Regions from separate parts of the Mus musculus genome. Here region 2 is linked to region 1. A link is a contact called in public HiChIP or PLAC-seq data. All regions are on one chromosome and are shown on one strand. Each heading gives the region's core, a stretch centred on a gene start, on an enhancer-like site or on the middle of the called end of the contact. The rest is flanking DNA. Distances are from core to core; before and after follow the strand shown.

The links. HiChIP or PLAC-seq counts read pairs in DNA pulled down with a chosen protein or histone mark.
Region 2: an H3K4me3 HiChIP or PLAC-seq map of embryonic stem cells shows a contact between it and region 1, with 6 times the contacts expected there. The contact joins the enhancer-like site here to the promoter of Msh6 in region 1. A contact is called at or near these places in 1 of 39 promoter capture datasets (stem cell-derived epiblast-like cells), 2 of 484 Hi-C or Micro-C datasets (the G1E-ER4 cell line and muscle stem cells), 5 of 115 datasets of contacts at active chromatin or transcription factors (the SCID.adh cell line, bone marrow-derived macrophages and embryonic stem cells) and 3 of 9 other capture datasets (adipose tissue, liver and pancreatic islet).

What each region holds. Positions count from the first base shown.
Region 1 is chr17:87,971,904-87,977,914 of GRCm38.p6, reverse strand. It overlaps Msh6 (mutS homolog 6), which reads right to left and starts at 2,865. Exons shown (of 10, transcript NM_010830.2): 1 at 2,510-2,865. The coding sequence starts at 2,766.
Region 2 is chr17:88,077,338-88,083,348 of GRCm38.p6, reverse strand. The region is part of intron 1 of Gm45950 (a long non-coding RNA gene); the gene reads right to left. Among named protein-coding and RNA genes, the nearest start is that of Gm45950, 14 kb to the right of the region's middle. Within about 2 kb of position 3,373, at least 9 of the 459 cell types and tissues checked have an H3K27ac peak or open chromatin away from gene starts, as enhancers often do. A contact at or near this core is called in embryonic stem cells, where this site is marked.

The sequences.
Region 1 (6,011 bases), core at 1,616-4,115:
TTTGTGTGTATGCAAGTGTGCAAATTATATATACACAAGGATATGGGGACCAGAGGTCAACCTCAGGTGTCATTCCTTGGTTACTAGCCACCTTTTTTGTCTTGAGACATAATCTCTCACTGGCCTAGAACTTGCCAAATAGAGATCTGCCTCCCCAGTGCCAAGGATATCTGCCACTATTTCCAGCTTATTTTCTAGGTGGCTTCCTTCTGTGCATTTAACTAAAACTCTCATCCTTGTAATCCATCCAATCTCCCCAGCCCTACAAACACTGATGATGCACAGCCTCGATTCCAGCACTTAGAAGACACGGGCAGGGCTGGAGAGACGGTTCAGCAGTTAATTCTACTCTTCCAGAGGTCTAGAGTTCAATTCCCAGTAACCACATGGTGGCTCACAACCATCTGTAATGGACCTGGATGCCCTCTTCTGGTAGTGTGTCTGAATAGAGCAATGGTGTTAAAAATAGATTTATAAATCCAAAAAAAAAAAAAAAAGACAAGGATAGATTTCTGTGAGTTCATAGCCAGCCTGAGATACATATAGACTCGGTTTAAGAATGAAAGAAGCAAGGCATGGCTGAGCACATCTTTAATCCCAGCACTTGGAAGGCAGAGGCAGGCGGATTTCTGAGTTCGAGGTCAGCCTGGTCTACAAAGTGAGTACCAGGACAGCCAGGGCTGCACAGAGAAACCGTCTTGAAAAACAACAACAACAAAAAAAAAAAAAAAAGAAAGAAAGAAAAAAAAAAGGAAGGAGAAAGGATTAAGAAGCCAGAGTGATGACTCAGCAAGTTTTAGTACCTGGGTAAAAGTGCCTCTCACAAATTGTACTGAACTCCATACACACCCTGTGCCATTTACACATCTCCCATACCCATCTCCTATACCCCCCATAAATAGTGTAATTATTTTTTAAGAAGAGTTAAGGCGGGGCTGGAAAGATGGCTCAGCAGTTAAGAGCACTAACTGCTCTTCCAGAGGTCCTGGGTTCAATTCCCAGCAACCACATGGTGGCTCACAACCATCTGTAGTGGGGATCTGATACCCTCTTCTGATGTGTTTGAAGACCGCAACAGTGTACTCACACACATGAAAGAAAGAAAGAAAGAAAGATAGAAAGAAAGAAAGAAAGAAAGAAAGAAAGAAAGAAAGAAAGAAAGAAAATAAATAAGTCGGGGTATCCAGGCGTGGTGGCGCACACCTTTAATCCCAGTACTTGGGAACCAGAGACAGGTGATCTACAGAGTGCATTCCAGGACATCCAGGGCTACAAAACCCTGTCTAAAAAAAAATACCAGTGAAGATATGGCCTAGGCGATAACGCAAAGGATGGCCTGAGTTTTATCCACAGGACGGTTGGTGGAAGAACCAACTCTTAAGTTGTCCTCTGATTTCCACAACCTACTATAGCATGCATACACACATATACACACTAACAGGTAATTTTAAAAAATATAGAAATAATGGGGCTGGAGAGCTGCTCAGCAGTTAAGAGCACTGGCATTCTTCCATAGGAACCAGGTTTGATTCCCTGCACCCACCCAGTAGCTCACAATATCTCTAACTACAGAGGCTGAGGTCCTCCTCTGGCCTCTCTCAGGCAGCGTGCATGCACATGGGCACACATACATACACGGAGGCAAAATACACCTCTGTGTTTACCTGTGTCTGAACTGTGTCCTTTATAGCCAAAGGGAAGGAAAGAAATTAGAGATCCAAAATCATTTTCTCTGCCCCAGGAGCATACGCCAGCTCTTCCTGGTGCCCAAGCTGAAACTCCAGAGTACTGGACTCCAGAAAGAACTCTTTACATTTTAAATAAGTCGCTGCACACTTCTTAATCCCAGCAGAGGCAGGTGGATGTCTGAGTTCCAGGACAGCCAGGGCTACACAGAGAAACTCTGTCTCGAAAAAAAATGAAAATAAATAGATAAAATAAATGTCTCTAGTCGTTCCTACAAACGACAGCCAAATTTACAAAGTGCGAGTACAACTCCAGGCAAGTTTCCCCCAGTAAACCTTCTTGCCCAGGGCTTGCCCAATACTCCGAAGACCCACTAACTGCGAAAAATCTCCCGCACTCTTCCCTCCTGTGAAAAGGTGGGTTAAAAAAAACTGTCGTCCCAAGCCGGAGCGCCGCTTTCACTATCTACAAACTTCCACCTGCAACCCGAGTTTCCTCCCACCGTAGGCTCGCCACCCGGAGGAGCTCCCTGCCCGATCCGATCCGCCCCGCCCCCTCAGGCCGCGGATCGCAGCAGGACACCCACCGTTCCCGCTCCGGCCACTTTGGGGGAGGGTGTCTCCGTCCCCGAGCCTCCCGAGCCTCCCCACCCCCACAGTGGGAGTGCGCTCGCTTGCTCGCAGCGTCCCCCGAGAGTCCCGGGCACCGGCCCCGCTTCTCCCGGGCCGGCAGGCCGCCCCTCCTCCCGCCGCCTGGCACGGAGCAGCCTCCCCCTCCTTCCGGGAGACCCGCGCGCCGCCGCAGCCCCGACCGAGCCGGCTACCTGGGAGGCACGGCCTGCGCGGAGGAGGAGGCCCTCCGCAGCCCTCCGTTGAGATCCTTTGCCTCCGGCGACGAGGCGGATACCGCCGCGGACCGGGACCCGGGTTCAGCCTCGCTCCAGGCCGCATCCCCGCCGCGGGAAGCGGAGGCTCCAGAGGCAGCGGCACCTTGGCGTGAGGCCTCGGCCGCGGCCTTCTTGGTGTCGCCGAGTGCCGGGGACTTGGGGAAGAAGCTGTACAAGGTGCTTTGTCGGGACATGATGAAGGCTGACGGGCAGACCGGGCCACGGCTCCGAGCGCCTACAAGGATCGCATCCACCGCGCGGCCGCCGCTGGCGGGAAAGTCGGGAGGAGGCGCGTCCTACCCGAGCATCCGTAGCCCAGCGGCCAATCCGAAGGCGTGTCGGCCTGCGCGGTGGGCGGGGCCCCGCCCGCGACGTGCCCTGGCGTAGATGGGCGGGGCGGGGCGGGCCCAGCCCCCAAGCTCGGGTTGGCGGGCCTTGAGACTGAGCCTTTGCAAAGCAGTGGAGCTCGCGGTGGCTACCCGGGCAAGTATGCACCAAGAAGACGGAAGTGGCTTGCGCGGTTGCTGGAACGGCGGGGTGCACCCTGCGAGAAGCCGCGTCGAGCTCGCTGCGGAAACACCTGGCCCTGCGGGCGGTCCTGCGGTTGGACTGAAAGGAGCTGAGAAATTGGTTGTTGCTGTCTGCCACGTACGGTGCGTTCGCAGAGCATTGTACAGAGCGGCACTTGTGAATGCCAAGTGCAAGAACAGCTATCCACAAAACCAGCTACCCACAAAACTTTCCTTGGCCCGTCACTGCCTCAACTAGTTTACGCCTTACTATATGAGATGGGCAGTTAAGGTCCAGTCTTATCTGAGCCCTTTAGCATAAGTGTGCAGAATTTTTTATATTTTAGAAACTGAGATTGCTAAGGTAATGTTGAGCGTCAACGCTTGGGCCCTAGCAACCCTAACGAGCTAAACTCCCACTCATCCTCAGTAGTCGAATAATAGAGAAAATAGCAAAAAAACAGATTTTTTTTTCAAAGGGCCACATTAGGAAGATAAAGTTCAGCCCCCCCCCCCCGGAAGTTCATCTTTGGGGGTACTGACGTGAAGTTTTGGTTTAAACCGGGCGACGGGAACCAGAATGGTCTTGTAAGAGGTGGTCTGACCCACCATAATCTCTGCTCCAGACTGTCCTACATGGGGATTCAACGAGCTTCAGATACTTGAGAAATCTCTTTCCAGAAACCAAGTTCTTCCTCTACACTAACTCGAAGCTTTGTCTTACCCCTTCCCACCAAAAAATTCCTGGAGAAATTCCAATTCTTTGGAGTCCATTATTTCAATTGCCTGATAGCCAAAGGGAGCCAAGTGTTTCTCCTCAGAATGTCTTCCTGCCAGGTTGATTACAGGGCGTTTTCGAAAATTGGAGCTCCTATTCAAATTCAAGAAATTGGAGCTGAGCGCGAAGGTGTGTGCCTTTAACCCCATTGTTCCAGGCAGAAGCAGGTGGATCTCTGAGGTCAAGGACAACCCTGGCTACAGTTACAAGACTTGCCAGGGTTTGTTACACGGAGAAACCCTGTCACAAAAAAAAAAAAAAAAAAAAAAAACCAAAACAAAAAAAACAACTAAATCAAGAAGGAGAGAGAGAGAAATTGGGAGACTTAATTCAGCTCTAAGTAAGAATGGACTTAGCTCTGGCTAGCAATACCTTCACTTTGGTAAAAGGGTAAAAAGATTTGCTTTGTTGGACAAAACCAGCTCAGCCTGTAAAGGTGCTTTGGAGTCCAGCTAGAGACCTGAATTCTATCACTAGAATCACACTGTGAAGGATTGCTGCAAATTATCCTCTGACCTCTATACTCAGGCTCCATAGGCTTGGGGTGGGCACGGTCACGTGCACACGTGTATACGTGTGTATGTGTGTGTGTGTGTGTGTGTGTGTACACATACACACACCAGCCTAAAAACAAAAGAAACTTGGTATGGTAGGCCACACCCTTGATCTCAGCACTTAGGAGACAGGGGATCTCTGTGAAGTTTGAGGCTGTTAAGAGATGTCCCAGAGAAACTACCAAGCTAGACCACTTTGTAGACAGAAAGATTCCTTTAGAATCAAACTGCTAAGGCCAGTCTCTTGGGACAGAGATAGGAGCAGCCTGTTGGGAAAACAAGCAGACTTTGTGACGGGGTGGAGGTGGGGGGAAATCTGAGCTGATAAGATTATTCTGTTTTTCGGATAGGTTAAAGCAGGTGGCATTGCCTGAGGTAGTTGACCTTCCAGGAGGGAACGTTCAGGGAGGTTCTTGGTGAAGAGAAACTACCTTAAAAGATTTGCTCTGCTAATAAACAGAAACCTTTAGGCTTGTTAATCCAGTAAGTCTTTCTGTTTATCCAAAGGCCTTCTGTTTAGGACAGTGTCACCAGCACTCTCCGTGGGAGTGGTGCTTTGAACCTGGTAGAGGCCAGCCCTGTCTACACAATGAGTTCAGGCCAGCCAGGGTTATGCGGTAAGGCTCTATGGCAAAACAAATAAGTAATTAAATTAAATTTTTAAAAAGAGTAAGTGGCTGGGCGGTGGTGGCGCACGCCTTTAATCCCAGCACTTGGGAGGCAGAGGCAGGTGGATTTCTGAGTTTGAGGCCAGCCGGGTCTACAAAGTGAGTTCCAGGACAGCCAGGGCTACACAGAGAAACCCTGTCTCCAAAAACAAAAACAAACAAACAAACAAACAAAAAAAGAGTAAGTGATTTTCTGTGTTTGGGCAGACCTGGTTTTCCTTTGCGTCTTTGCAGTAGATGAGCGACTGCTATCCTCTGATATATCCTTACATTAGGCTTTTACACATGTTCTCAGTTTACCTTATTATTTATTCTTTTTTAATCAGGTTCTTGCTGTTTAACTTAGGCTGACCTCAGAGTTCAGCTCATCCTGCCTTGACCCGTCCAGCAGGTCCAGTTATTCTATTCGAGGGTCTCGAGGGGACCTTCTCCTAAGAACCAAATTGGGGGGGGTTAGAGAGAGATGAGAACCTTGTGTAAAGAACGACACAGAAACGTTCTGAGTAACATCAAGGTTCCACTGTATTAGCCAGGCCCAAGGCTTAAATGCACAAGCAAAAGGGGAAGTGCCTTTCAGCAGGAAGGATGGGGCAGTAGAATTGCACAAGCAAAAGGGGAAGTACAGGTACTTATTAGCGGGAGGGGTGGGGCAATAGAATTGCACAAGCAAAAGGGGAAGTACTTATCAGCGGGAGGGGTGGGGCAATAGAAATTTTTTCTTTTGGCAGCTACACGGGGAAGCAGGAACTTGGTGGTATCAGGGTGTGGTCAGGACATCGGCGATGACTTAGGGCTGGAACATTCTGTGGTTGTTCTCTGAACGGTGTGTCCGTGGCCCGCTTCTGACCCCCTTTTCTTTTCTCTGGGAGAGGCCCAATTCAGAGATCAGGACAATAGTGTTGTCTTAATAGCTCCCAACACTGCCTCAGT
Region 2 (6,011 bases), core at 2,124-4,623, 100 kb before region 1:
GATATAAAGTATACAGTTCTGGGCTGGAGAGATGGCTTAGTGGTTAAGAGTACTGACTGCTCTTTCAAAGGTCCTGAGTTCAAATCCCAGCAACCACATGGTGACTTACAACCATCTGAAATGAGATCTGACGCCCTTTTCTGGTGTGTCTGAAGATAGCTACAGTGTACTTGGTCATAATAATAGATAAATCTCTTTTTAAAAAGTATACAGTTCTTTTTAGTTAAAATAAGTTCTTACACACACTGAATATAGTAATATTGTCACTGCTTTGGAATAATCTTTCATTTCACACTTTTTCTATCTCTGGAACAGCAAGAGTTACTCACCAAGCAGGAAGGTCACTCACAGTAGCAAAGTCTTACTCAAAATGGATTTACAAGGGCTGAAGAGATGATTCTGTGTTAAGAGCACTAGTTGCTCTTGTGGAGGACCCAGGTTTGATTCCCAGAATCCCCATGGCTGCTTACAACCAGTAAGCAGGTTCCAAGAAACTGTATCCCCTCTTCTGACATCTGCAGGTGCCAGGCATGTGCATGGTGCGTAAACAGACACGCAAGTAAAACACCCACCCACATATGTTTTGCTAGTTTTCATGTCTTAAAAACAGTTCTAACTTTTTCAAAGTGCTTTCTCAATTTTTCTTTGGGGAATTTGTGAGCTAGGATAACCTCTTGTAAAACATTTCAAACGCAGAAAATAACCTGTACATACCTGCAATCCCAGCACCAGGAATTGGGAACAGGAAAATCAGGAGTTCAAGGCCAGTCTAGACTATATAAGACCCTGTCCCAAAAGATAGATAGATGGAGCCAGAAAAACACTCAGCCAGTGTATTGGACACTGATCTATTGCTATGAAGAGTTACCATAACCAAGGCAACTCATAAGAAAGAAAGCATTTAATTGGGTACTTGCTTGCAGGCTGGGAGGTTTAGTCCTTTCTCACTGGGGAACATGAAGGGCAGGCATTAAGGCAGTAGCTGAGAGTTACATCCAGAGAGAGAGAGAGAGTTGGTGGGGGGAGAGGGAGAGAGAGGGGGGGGATTCTGGGGACTGGTTTGGGTCTTTGAATCATCAAAGCCCACCCCCAGTGACAAACTTCCTCCAACGAGGCCACACCTCCTAAATGCTTATAATCCTATTAAAGAGTTCCATCAACTAAGCAGTCAACTATATGAGCACATGGAGAGGGTGGGGAGGGAGCGGCCCGTCTTATTCAAACTACCACAGCCAGTAAAGTTTTTGACTTGCAAAATGACAGCCTAAATTCAATCTCCTCAACACAGAGTAGACAGGGAAAGGCAAATTCCAAAAGTATTCCTCAACTTCACACACACACACACACACACACACACACACACACCCCGCAAATATAAATACATTAAACAAATAAATAAAATGCAAAAAGGGATGGCAGACAATAGGCTGCCTCTCCACTATAACTCTTTGAAATTTGCAGTAAAGTTCCAAATCCAGATCCTGCCGTCATCTTTTCTTCCATCTGCTTCCCGAGGGAGAGAGCATACACTCCCAGAGAGAACCGCTGCACCATTTTATTTGTGCTAGCTGACAAATGCCTGAGTTTAGACTGAATCTTCCAGTCAGTCTCCTACTCTGAAACAAAACCTTGAGACTCTTATCAGATATGCCAGAAGAGACCGAAGATAAGGCCAAGATTCAAGGGGAGTGTCCCCAATGGCCACGCCTAATTTAAGTTTTCCCCATACAGGAGTGACACTGCCTAGCCAGAGTCATGACTGGAAGCAGGGAGGGGAGAAGAGGAAGCCATTTTATATCATCAGGTCCTATCTCTATATTTTCTTACTCTTTGAGCATGACTCGCGCTCTCTCTCTCTCTCTCTCTCTCTCTCTCTCTCTCTCTCTGTGTGTGTGTGTGTGTGTGTGTATGTATGTATGTATACCAGCTTGTTGTTCCTAATGGCAGGAAATAAACGCACCAACATTAAGCCTGCAGAAAATAAGAGATGCCTTTCAATATCCTACTCCCTCTGTCGAAGAAATTGTCCCCAATGTCTCTGATCAGGTGTGTTGCTAGCTTTTGTCAACTTGATACATTCTAGAGTATTCTGGGAAGAGGACACCCGAATTAAAAAGATTCCTACATCTGATTAGCTGGGGGAAAAAAAAAAGGCCTGGGGGTAATTTTCTTGTGAGAGGGTCTAGCCCAATGTGAGTGGTGCCAACCCAGGCAGGTGGTCCTGAGCTGTGTAAGAAAGCAGCCTGAGCATGCCGTGGGAGGAAGCCTGAAGCCGCATTCCACCATGGCCTCTGCTTCAGTTCCTGCCTTGGGTTCCTGTCCAGCCTTCCCTCAGTCCAGGTGGAAGATCCCGTGAGAGCACAGAGGAAGGGCTGAGGCTTGGATGAGCGATTCGTGCTTGGTGAGCTCTGGCAGAGATGTTGAGAGTTCACATCCACCTCTCTGGCCTCCATTATTTTTAACCACTGAGTTTGACCAACTCCTTGTCACGGAGAATTGTCCAACTAAGAAAGATTAACAGCCCTCTGGATTATAACTATTGGTTCTCACTGTAACTTCCCAGGACCAAAGATCTACGCAGTTAAGCTGGCCCTCTGAAGATAGTCTATAATGGATCATTATAGATCCAAACACATCGTTAATCAACTTAACCTCAAGGCACTCTGGGACAAAACTCTGTTTTCTGAGTCTATTTTCCATTTGAAATTACATCTAGTCATAGTGTTCAAAATCGGTCAGCAGAGAAAAATACTTTCAAAAGTCCAAATAAAACAACGACAACAACAATAAAAAAAAAATGGTGAAGACAGCCTTTCCCATTGGTAAATTCCCAGGAAAATTCAATCCAAAATGGAAATTCCTCTTGCTGTTGTAAGTTGAACTCTGAGGGCTCGATGCTAAATCTCCTTGCTTGTTTAATCGCAGAATGCTGTTCTAGAACCCATATAAGAAATGTGTATTGTTACCCATCAAAGGCAACCTTAGCATTCCGTGGGGGAAGGGATTAACGCAGGCAACATAAGATGAAGCCAACTATCTCCTTCCTCCCTAGCAGGATGCCTATCAGAACATGACCCGGCTCTAATCTGTGATTTTTAAATTCAGTTTGCATTTCTTCTCGTGGGGTTAACTGGGATGCTGAGTTTTCAGTCTCCACCTAGCTGACTTCCTGTGTGAGCTACTTTTCTCACTGTGACAAACTAACTGCCAGACGAAAGCAACCTGGGGAAGACTTCATTTTTGACTTACGGTTTATAAAGCTCATGCTGGCTAGTTTTACATCAACTTGAACACAACAGGGCCTCACAGAGGGGAGGAGCCTCTGAGAAAACGCTTTGTAAGATCAAGCTGTAGGCGAGCCTGTAGGGCATTCATTAATTACTGATCGAAGTGGGCGGGCCCAGCTCGTTGTGGGTGGGGCCATCCCTGGGCTGGTGTCCTGGGTTCTATAAGAAAGCAGGCTGAGCAAGGTTTGAAGAGCAAGCCCCTAAGCAGCACCCTCTGTGGCCTCTGCATCAGCTCCGGCCTCAGTTCTTACCCTATTTGAGTTCCTGTTCTGACTTCTCTCAATAATAAATAGCAATATGCAAGTATAAATCAATGGGACCCTTTCCTTCCCGAGTTGCTCTTGAACACCGTGTTCATCCACATCAACAGAAACCTTAACTGAGACAGGGAAACAGCCAAGCAGCCAGTGGAGGCACGCGAGGTGGAAGGAACACCAAATCACATTGCTCACTGCAGTCTGCAGGCAGGAACAGAAAAGGAACAGAGAGGCAGCGTTATAAAAACTCTGAGCCCAGGCGGGGCGTGGTGGCGCACGCCTTTAATCCCAGCACTTGGGAGGCAGAGGCAGGCAGATTTCTGAGTTCGAGGCCAACCTGGTCTACAAAGTGAGGTCCAGGACAGCCAGGGCTACTTACACAGAGAAACCCTGTCTCGAAAAACCAAAAAAAAAAAAAAAAAAAAAAAAAAAAAAAAAAAAAAAACTCTGAGTCCAAACCCATTAATCCATTTCCTATATTCCTATAAAGGGGGCTCCATCTCCTAACAGTTCCATAGCCTTCCAAAACAGCACCACTACTTGAGAAACAAATGCTTAGGCACCTGAGCCTGAGAGATACATTCCCCTCCCCTCCCCCACCCGCTTAAGCCATCTCATAATACAAACGCATTTGTTCCCATGTTTAAGTTCCTGCATAATCTTTTTAAAATTTTAATTATGTTTTAATTTATTTCTTTATTGTAGTATATGAGAGAGAGAGAGAGAGAGAACGAGAGAGAGAGAGAGAGAGAGAGAACAGATAAAGTCAGAGAGGGTTTGTAGAAGTCAATTTTTCTCCTTGTGTCATGTGAGTCCTGAATACTCAGCTTTAAGGCCATCTCTCTGGTGCCATGCCTCCGAACAGCCCCAACACTTCAGCAATCCAAAATCCAAGTCTCTTCGGACATTCAAGGTACTCTCTTAGCTGTGCGCCCCTTTCAAACAAAACAAAGAAAAAGCTACAAACTTTTATTTATTTTATTTTATTTTATTTTTGGTTTTTTGAGACAGGGTTTCTCTGTATAGCCCTGGCTGTCCTGGAACTCACTCTGTAGACCAGGCTGGCCTCGAACTCAGAGATCCGCTTGCCTCTACCTCCTGAGTGCTGGGATCAAAGGTGTGCGCCACCACGCCCGGCACAAACTTTTAATACACGTGGCACCGGTACAATCATTTCCATTCTGAGAGGGAGGAACAGGGACATAGCAAGTTAAGATCAGAGCAAAGGAAGACTGAAATCAAGCAAGGAAAACACAAACCCTGTGGCTCTGTGTCTGAGCCTAACATGGAATCGCCAGGGCCCCAGTGGCTCTTGACACCCCCACCCCTCCAGATCTGCTGCCTTCTGCAGATGTCCCACAGTCCTGGCATCTCCAGCATCCTAGGACCACAATGAAAGTTAGATGTCACCTTCCCAGCTCTATGTACTGGCCTGTCGGGACCTTTCAGAGAATTTAAAGCCTGCATTGTGTGTACTGCCTGGCCTTACTGGCTTTCTGAAATATTGGCATGAGTCTCCATGACCCCTCACTTGTGCATACTTAATGCATGAAAACCAGAACCATGTCAATGACGGGCTGAGCTCTGCTGCCAGCTTGAGATGCAGTATAACACACACACACACATGCCCCTGGGCCCAGCTACAGCGGCTGCTCTGTACCTTGGTGGCTGAATCCAAGCAAACACATCCATAGTTGGTCTCTTTGGACTAGGGAATCCTTTCAGCAGTATTCTCAGATCAACTCCCCTTTTCATGTATACTTGTATTTCTTTTTTGTTTTGTTTTGGTTTTTGGTTTTTCGAGACAGGGTTTCTCTGTATCGCCCTGACTGTCCTGAAACTCACTCTATAGACCAGGCTGGCCTCAAACTCAGAAATCTGCCTGCTTCTGCCTCCCAAGTGCCGGGATTAAAGGCATGTGCCACTGCTGCCCAACTATGCTTGTATTTCTACAAACTAGAGCTTTTCTGTACGGGTGGAGTCTTGCCCACAGTGTACCATCTCCCTGTCCCAGTGTAGAGCACTGACTTTCGCTATGGTAGTGTTACCTCTTCAATAAATATATCTGTGTTTGCATCCATCTTGTCTGCAACTTTATTCTTATTGTTTATACACACATTCACATACATACACAGACACACACACACACTTGTGTGTGTGTTTCTATTTTGTCAATTTGACCCAGAGCAAGACATGTCTGGGAAGAGGACGTCTTAACTGAAAAATGCCTTCATAAGACTGGCCTGTAGACAAGTTGACGGAGTATTGTCTTGACTAATGACTGATATTGGAGGACCCAGCCATTGGGGGCGGTGACACCTCTGGTTAGGTGGTCCTGGGAGGTATAAGGAAGCAGGGTGGGTAAGCCCTGAGGAGCTAGCCAGTGACAGCACTCCTCCAGGGCGTCTACATCACTCAATCCCTGCCTTCAGGTTCCTGAGTTCTGCCCCTTCTTCTCTTGATAATA